Regions from separate parts of the Gasterosteus aculeatus genome. Here region 2 is linked to region 1. Evidence: chromatin contacts called from public Hi-C data. All regions are on one chromosome and are shown on one strand. Each heading gives the region's core, a stretch centred on a gene start, on an enhancer-like site or on the middle of the called end of the contact. The rest is flanking DNA. Distances are from core to core; before and after follow the strand shown. Region 1 holds the start of LOC120811204 (sodium-dependent neutral amino acid transporter B(0)AT3). Region 2 overlaps fhod3b (formin homology 2 domain containing 3b).

The links. A called contact is a pair of places that touch in the nucleus more often than the background predicts.
Region 2: a Hi-C map of skeletal muscle shows a contact between it and region 1, with 10 times the contacts expected there. The contact joins the enhancer-like site here to the promoter of LOC120811204 in region 1. A contact is called at or near these places in 4 of 6 Hi-C or Micro-C datasets (skeletal muscle, tail fin and whole body).

Annotation. Positions count from the first base shown.
Region 1 is chr20:10,691,074-10,695,750 of fGasAcu3.hap1.1, forward strand. It overlaps LOC120811204 (sodium-dependent neutral amino acid transporter B(0)AT3), which reads right to left and starts at 2,359. Exons shown (of 14, transcript XM_078095132.1): 1 at 1,807-2,359; 2 at 1,151-1,288; 3 at 464-574. The coding sequence starts at 2,359. It overlaps fhod3b (formin homology 2 domain containing 3b), which reads left to right and starts at 1,324. Exons shown (of 25, transcript XM_078095129.1): 1 at 1,324-2,533. The coding sequence starts at 2,369.
Region 2 is chr20:10,730,438-10,734,948 of fGasAcu3.hap1.1, forward strand. It overlaps fhod3b (formin homology 2 domain containing 3b), which reads left to right. Exons shown (of 25, transcript XM_078095129.1): 4 at 2,946-3,013; 5 at 3,840-3,945. Among protein-coding and RNA genes, the nearest start is that of LOC120811203, 36 kb to the right of the region's middle. Within about 2 kb of position 2,359, at least 6 of the 9 cell types and tissues checked have open chromatin away from gene starts, as enhancers often do.

The DNA of each region.
Region 1 (4,677 bases), core at 1,109-3,608:
GTGAAAACTTTTAATAAATATCCATGGGTTGTAAGTATTCATGTTGTATGGTAGCCAAGTTTGTGTTATCTTAAGTAAGTAAGTAAGTAAAACAGCTACGAAAAAACAGGAAACAAAGGTGTTAGACCCACTGCAATGCATCTCCCCCCAAGTATCACAATGTAACACAATTGTCAGATATTTTGAAAAGCTGAGTGATCAGAGTCAATAGTGTGCTTGACAAAACAGATACGTACAGCATGAAGTCAGAGCAAAGTTATTTCTGCATATCTGAGAACCTGTCTGCTAGTATAGAGAGTAATGGTCAATTAAATGCTAAAGCAAAAAGTAGTTATCCAAAATAAGGTGTGACTATTGTGTTATCGTGCCACAGTGAAGTACAACTGTTTTTATGTGGCTGTCTACTTTACTTAAGGCGTTTCTTATGTTACATTACGAAGCACACGGTAAATGAAATGCTTACCTCCACCATAGATTTGACACAGATATGGAAATCTCCACACATTCCCAAGCCCCACAGCAAAACCTATGCAGGTTAGCAAATATTGGACTTTGTTGTCCCATTTTGGTCTCTCTGTAACCTGCGTCTGCTCACAACCTTCATTTTCTCCGTCCATGACTTCTTTGTCCATTTTGTTTCAGTTTATTTAAATAAAGCAAACCTTGTCCACTGTGTCTGAAGAAAAGCGAAGAAACTGGTGACTGTTGATTGTTACCTGCTTGTAACAGTGGACGAAGGGGCGTCATTTGTTTTATCAGATTTTTTAATCTTGTTGGCCTTTTTTTAAGAGCAATATGGTTTGTTTGTTTGAGTAAAAGCGCTTGTGTAATATGACTTTGATAACAGGAGCGATAACAGTTGATTTCTATGACACAGCAGTAATAAGGAGCCCAGGAGAAAATGTTGTGGCTACTTTTAAATCGTTTCATGATAACCTAAAATACTTCTATTTGCACATTGTTTGAGTCATTTCACTCAACGGTAATTACCGACCATCAGTTACTCATGAAAACGTGTATCATGTATTGAGTTCCTTATCAGACCGTTTCACCAAAAACACTACATATAAAATGCCTTGTACTGATACGTGACATTCATTCCTAACACAGGTGAGCGTGTACCGCGTCTTCTTGTCCCATTTCGATCGGCCTCCAGCGTCTTCCAGCTTGTGCAGCTGCTGATTGGATAATATCCTTTCCTCCAAGTCAGGATCGGCCAGTTTTAACTTCATGACCGCTGTAGTATTGTAGTGATGCAGTGCTGAGATGTTAATAGTCCACTGGACCTCTGTAATAGATTTATTCAGAGCAGCAGTTAGAGGTGTGCATTCTTTTAATCTTAAACTGGGAAAGAAATTTACAACGAGAAAAGGTAAATGCACAGTTATTCCTCTTGTTTTAAGATCGACAGAAGAAGAACATTTGTTTGGAGAATGAATGACAACACAGTTAACAGCGTGTTACCAAAAAAAAACATTTTCATAACTCCTATAGCTGTCAGCAGACCTGGGCTTTGTACATTTGTCATGGAGAGAGAATGTTTACTATTACACAATTAGTTAATAAATATATGAAATACCTCATTTCATATTCAAGTATGTTGTCAATCATTTGTTCACTTTTCATTAGTACTTTACAAGATGTTTTCGGAGATATAGTTTGTGACAAAGACTTTAAAAAGTTATTTTATCATATTTATATTTCTTTAAATAGTATTTGTCATTGCATAGTTTATTGTTACATTATCCATCCCTTGTTCTAATTGTTATTTTTCCATTCATAGGAAGAAATGAATATTTTCCATACGTTGGTCCGTTTTAGTTGCACCCTTGTGTCGCTGCCCGCGAGGTGCAGCTTTTCTTGCTTTGTTGTTGTTTTGACTGTACTTCCGCTCTGCGCCGCCGGAGGTCGCCGTCGCGCCGGTAACGTGAGCCGAGCCGGCCGGCTGAGGTCTGGCCGCGGTGTCCTCTGGCGGAGGAGGGATCCGCTTCCCATCGCTCCCACAGACCAGACGCCGAGTGAAGCGGTCCCGTGCGCGCAGTCTGTCCTCAGCACCCCGGAACGCCCGCAAATGTCCTCGGATAGCGCCGCCCCGCGCGTCTCCGCGTCTCTCCATGAGGGACCCTGGATCTTTACATCTGGACCGCGTGTCGTCCTGATCCTCTGCGCGGCGTGAAGCGAATGGAGAAGGTCCAAGGATAACAGAAGGGCTGCAGGGCTGCGCTACTGCAGAAGACCTGCCGGTAGTTCGCTGCCCCGGGGAGGCGAGGGGGGGGGGGCAGGGGGCAGGGGAGTGGGGGGTCTCCTGTCTTTCAGAGGTGGTGTCGCATCCACTATTTTGTCCAAAATCGTCCTGCATGGATGCACCATGGCTACGTTTCTGTGCAGGGTGCAGTTCTTAGATGACACTGATCCATTTAACAGCACCAACTTCCCCGAGCCCACCAGGCCACCTCTGTACACGTTCAGGGAAGATATTCCTCTGATCAATCAGATTGCTGGAGTCCACAGGCTGCTAAAAGCCCCGCAGAAGGTATGCAGTATACTTATTAATCTCTCGGCGGATTTTGTTATTGTCTCTTGAGCTCAGAGGAAAGTTAAGACCTGCATTAATTATTATGTGAACATGTTGGTGGGGTTACCGGTAAACAAACCTAATGGACTGTTGATAGATCCAGTGGCTGATGGAGCATCAACATTCTTTAAGGACAAGCATATAGATAAGATATCTCTATCACATGGAATATCAGGTGGTTAAGTGATGTAAGAACGATTTAGAAACCCATTATTCAGCAGGGTTCTGTTAATGTTTACCTCAACCACAGCACCAATACTCTCCGTTTGACCGGTTCTATTATTATCCATTTGCCAGTTTCAGAGAGAGCATTTCAAACTTTTAATAACATTTCTGCCCTTTATTTGTTTTTGTGAGAGAAAATCAATAAATACAACAGGATAATGCAATGGGGGGTTGACTGAAAATGAATGAATGACAATGAATGATCTTTGTTTGTCCACTTTTAAACATTCATCGACTTTCAATGAGGTGTCTCTTGCCTTAACGCCCCAAATAGAGCCTGGTGTCGAATGCCCAGCTGGTCCGTTGTTGAGGGATCGAAGAGGGTAATGGGGATTCGAGTTTGTAACCATCTGATCTCAATGCAACTTCTGAAGCCGGTTGGAAACACAACACATTATTTGGCATCTTACTGGCATATTCTTCTTATTTCCTTAGTTAGAAGCATAATGCGTTTTGCACGTCTTCCTTGTGGTGTTTGGTCAGCTGCATTGTGTCTGTTTTGGTTTCAACAGTTTGCCTCCCAAAAACTACAACTGCACAGCCAGTTTAAGCTCTTTGGTATGGTCTAAATTGCCCTGTTTGTGTTTCCTCAAGAAATGCAGGGTCAAAAAAATGTAAACTCAAAGCCCATTTTCATTTATTTTTTATTTTTAGAGGCCTCTGAAGACTAATTGTTTTGAGAAATGCCAGTTTCTGCCTTCCGATTGTACTAAGTGAATCCAAACAGTGTGTTCATCCACTGACCTTCAAATTCAAACAAAGCAAAGGGGCCGTCCTAGTCTTTTATTAAGCATTTATCTCAATCTGGTTGGGAAGTCACGTAAATGGAAAGTTAATTAGGGTCTTCCTTCATTCTGTCAGATCAATGCTACTCCATCTTGTTTGAGTAGAGCTGGTAAGATAAGTCACGGAAGCCTCAGGATGCTGTGGATGACCGCAAGCCTGGTTCTCATTCTGCGGCCGATCTCACTCTGACCAGCAGGATGCGACGGCAACGCTTTCCACCGTCTGAGAGAGGAGAGGGAAGCGGGCAGAATTAAAAACCCAAACAAAGAGCTGATGTACTTCGCACGGGGAGTGTCCTCAGTTTAGCAGTAGGCCAGCTGGACCGCATAGACAGAGAGCTGCCGAAACCCACATTGAGGTCTCAAGATCTGACCCTCAGCAGTTTGAAGAGGGGACTTTGGCGTGAGCGCGTGCATGCGCATGCATTCGATAGCAAAACTGTTGTCTCTCGGGTGCAGGTCTATCCGGTATAAATTGCACGCTGCTAACACGTGGTGTCGAGGGAGTCAAAACCGCTAACATATGCGGTCTCTGGGCTGCTCCAGTCACTTTCAGTCTGTAGTCTCCAGAGGGGTGATCTGTACGTGTGTGTGGGAGGGGAGGTTGTTTATACACGTGTGTTGCAAGGGTTCGTGCATGGGATGGCATACGGGCCGCGCTGCTGTTTAAAAGTCAAACATGAATTACGTTGAGCTGTTGGTGGGGTTCAAACATCAAAAGACATCATGACCAAGGATTATGTTTTAAAACAACGTGGATTCGAGCCATAAATGCTTGTTGTGCATCAAAAACTGAACAGTCGGGACAGCAGACACGCTTTGAAGCGCCTTTCGGAAAATGTGCTGCCACCATGTTTTTGAATCGGTATTTAACGTTTAATGTAATGTACACTATTTCTTTACTTTTTTCGGCATGTTAATTGTATTTTTATTATTGGATTCATTGTCATTGTAGCAGCATTGTTGAATATGTTGAGGGCTTTAATGGTGATTCAAATATTCAACCTTTTCTTTTTGGTCTCTGGATGGAAAGTATGACGAGTCATCCCCTCACGTTTATTCTGTCATAAATAATGACAGATGTCTAAGTAA
Region 2 (4,511 bases), core at 1,109-3,608, 39 kb after region 1:
TGGAATGTACCGGCACGGACTCTTAGAATCAGAAGGTGTCAGGCAGACCCGGCCTGTCTGAACGTACCAGGCTTTCTCTTCGTTCCTCTACATTCCTGCTGATTATAGAACTTTCACTACTACCTTTATGATTGTTATAATTATGAGACCATTACATCCCTGTAGCTATTCCAGCTGAGAAAATGTGAATTCAGGAGGAGAAACAGCTGCTCCCTGTACGCTACATTAATGTAACCCATAAAGAGCAAGACTCTCCCTCGTTGGAGTCATTTCCCTGTCATTAAAAGCCTGGGGGCAATGTCAAGATGACGGCAAAGAAAATAGCTGCACTCGTGAATTGTTTTATATTTTGGTAATTCTTTACTATATACAGCTATTGTTTTGCTGTATGTAGCAATGATAACATGGTCTGATGGCTTTTTTTCATGTTTTACAATGGAAGGATATATATAAATCTTAAAGTCAGCACGTTGAAACTGCCAAGAGTTATTTGCAGCGCTCCAAATATATTGTTTTCAACGATGACTTCCTTTGTTGTTCTAGCCCTTTGCCATGGACCTATAACAAATCGATGGCCAAGGCCTAATATTTTCCATTCACGTAAATTAAGACTGTGAGCTGTGGGGTTCACAAGCATTTCCTCTAAATAAATTTGTACCTAGGTTCCGGAGTCTTGAAGAGAGAAATGCAGAGGGAACATACTTTTGGGTGCATATCTGTGCCAAATGGTATGGAACTAATCTCCACTGAGCTATTTCTCATTAGAGATGGGCCTCCAGGAGGTGCATCGTTGTGTGGACTGGGAGCAGGGACAGGGAAGGAACTGTCTGTTCCTGCAGATGGGCTTCATTTAGTGTTAGGCAGTAATAACTTTCTGACAGTTTTATTGAGGTAAATGGCAGTGGAACTCTGCGTGGAGGAATTTCCACTGCCATGCTGTTGCTGATTAACACACACACACACACAAACACAAGGACACACACAACATGTGCCCGGGCTTTATTCAAACCCACTAGTAGCCCAGGTGCTGATGCATCACATGGCTGTCCAGCGGGAGCCGGGTGTAATTTACCGTTGGCCGATTAATATTCAATGTCCAGGAGGAAGTGCAGTTACAGCTTTAAGAGGGAAAAGAGCAAACTGATTCAAGACTTGGGTTGAACTGGGACCACAAATCAAGCTTGTTTCTACGGTGAAGGTGTGATGAGTAACCCAGGGTATCTTCCTCTGGCTTTTCGCTCCAGCGAACAAAGAGTTTTGTCTGTTTAGAGATCCCTAATCTAAACTCCCAGTCATCTTCCGGTGGTAGGGGGGCAATGGATGGGGCCCTGCCTTGACCTGCAGGGGAGGGTGCAGACGTTTAAAAGCTTTAGCTGCTTTCTACATGATGCAGAACCAACCATACATTCAATCTAAAAATGTCAAAGTCATTCATTTTAGAGCATCTTTGTGCATAAAAGGAAGGATAACAAATACATGGGGATGTTTAACCCCTTGGGGGTGTTTCTACATCAGTGAGATATCGTTTATTCATAAATAACTGTTATGAGTAGAGTTACAGTGTTGGAACCAAAATGGTGATGATTATAAAACAGAATCAGAATTTTAGTGCTGTTGCATGTATTGGGTCGGTTTTGAAAGGGGATTTAAATGATGATGGCAACTTGGCAACTGGAAGATATTCAGCCTGGGAGTTTCACATACAGTCCCTTCCTGACATATGTAAAGACATAAATCACCGACATTGCACGGCTTCCCCTGGAAATACCTCTGGACGATTTATTCCTAGTGAATGTTGCCAGTGACTGGCTGTGCCGTAAAAGACCAACACTCGCCTGCTTATTATACATCCCAACCATGTATAGCACTGAGTGCACAAAACGTTTAAAGAACCTCGCCTGCACTCCTACTAAATACCATTAGAGTCATAAATTTGAAGCACAGCATCATCCGGAGATAAAAAACTCTGCTGGAACGGTTTGATTGCAATATGCAACCTCGTCGAATGGGAGCCTTTTAACCACATATGGCCCAGTACCACGTCGTCTGCTTTACAGATGCATCTTCAGTGTCTTGTATATGTGTGTAACGGCTCCTTTACGTAGAATGTGCAAAACTACCTTGCTGTGTTCCTGCCATGTTCGTATGCAATGCAAGTCTCCTGTCAGTTGTTTGCTGACCAAGACATATCTAGCAAGAACGTATCTCCAAAACCCAATGAAAAAGAAAGCAGACGCATTCAGAGTGAGTACCACACTGTACTGCACTGCTGTGGATTGAGCTGTACTGTGTAGCGCTTTATCTGCTGCAGCAAAGAGGAGGGTTTTGCTGAGTCAGCGGGAGTTCGCTCGGCAGTGACGAGTGGGCCGCAAGGATGGAGCTCAACACTGCCGCTCCCTGGCAGACTCCACGGGCTGCACCCAGGGTGAAGGATCATCAAAGTAGTTGCAGTGGATGTTTGCCCCAATCACAAGCATCTGTCATAGATTATACCCCTCCTTGAGTGCTCTTTGGTGTTTCCATAACTGATTAATGGGTGTATTGTTCTTTAGCCATTGTGTTGGCTATTGGCTCAGGTTTCTGCCTTGACTTTGTATTATGGGGAGCTATTGAGACGACTTTGTCAGTGGGAAACATCCACTATTCACTAACTCTCTACAGATGTGCTCTAAGTTGTTCCTACTGTTATTTTGGTCTCACTGTTGCTTTTGCAGGACATATTTCGCATTGAACTATAGGGTATAATGCTGCAAATGATGTGTGCATGAAGATGTGATTTTGAGGGGAAAATGTGTAGTTCAACGTGGAAACAAGTGATGCAACGGAAATGACAACGTTACTGAACGTCGTGTCAATTTCATTTTTTTCACTTTTTGTAGACAACAATGTCGAAAGATACCGTGTTTTTGACTGTCGGCTGACTTTTCTTTTCCTCTCTCCCACAGAGAAACTCTACAATTCAACTGGACGGGAGCTCCGGAGAGCCCTCTTTTCCCTCAAGCAGATCTTTCAGGTAATTATATATTTATATTAAGTATTTTCCTTTACGCTCGATCCATAACAAAATACATTTTTACAATCTCCAGCTAATGCATCCAGCGAATTCCAGTGTTTTGACTGTTTGTGATGAATGGCTGCATTCGTCAGTACGTGAAGTGTCTTTCACCAGGGCTCTGACTATGCCTTTGAAAGTTCACACACACTAACACGCAAGAACGCGCACACATGGACACTCAAACCTGGACACGGCATTGTTTTCTCGGGGCAGAGTTGTGTTGCTCAGAGTCTGCCTTCGTGGCAGCTGTGGAGTGTTCGGGTCTGGTCATACTTCACACGCGGGGCTGGCCTGGCAGGCAGGCGGCCAGAGAGGGGGAGGGTTGACCGACAGTTGGATGGAAAAGAGAGCAACAGACGTTTGTGCAGGCCCAGAATAGATTAGAATAGCTCACTTTTTGAGCTTTGTGGGGATTCCATCGAAGAGTGAATTGATTATTCTCGTTGTGGAATAAAATATCCTTCTGGCCTGAAATCACTATAACTTTTCTACATTGCTGTAGTGCATTGTACATGTTGTAGTCATGGATTAGGGTATGATTGTTATTATCAATTAGTATTGATTAATAATGTACACATGTACACAATGTACACAAGTAAGGGATTTTATGAAGGCTGACATGAGAAATGTTTATATATATATATATATATTTAAATAGCGGGTCCGTGGGGGGGGGTGAAACAAAAAAACATGTTATTGTTTAATAGAAATGGCTTTTCAAACGATACAGTCTGTGGTTCTGTCTTTGACAGTATTCCCGTGTTTGTCCTCGACCTTTTTTCAGGATGACAAGGACCTGGTGCACGAGTTCGTGGTGGAGGAAGGACTGACGTGTTTGATAAAAGTGGGCGCCGAAGCGGACCAGAACTACCAGAATTACATCCTCAGGGGTACGGCAACATTCCCTATCACCAGTAAACTCTAATAAATGCTTTCCTCCTCTACTTTCTCACACCTCAATCTACAACACGTGCTAATCGAGGATGTTATCAATCAATCTGGCAACACGTTTCCTCCCATAAACCTATCCGGAACCATATGTGTTTACATACACCATGTAAATTGATGATTGTGCTTGTCCACCTTCTGACACACACACCTAAAGTGTATAAACAAGCTAAAACGTGTGCCGCACATAATGGAAGTTCGGCCAAGTTTAGCAGCTGGTTAATTTATCGTTCCCATGTTGGTAAGGTGAAAGGTCACATGAGTCGAGGTTGGGGAGGTGCAGGGAAACTAGAGGACCAAAGGATTCATAGCACTCACTGCAAGGTCACTACCCTTTAACAGCCTGCTGTGAGGGGGCAGGTCACACATGCTTAAGTAGCCAATAAAAGTTCTGGCAGGATATTGCAAATCATGAAACTAATTTCCCCTCCTCTCTTTTTTAATTTTTTTTTTTTAACTTTCTTTCATTTATCTTTTTGCTCAAGATGTTCCCTGATGTTTTCACAAA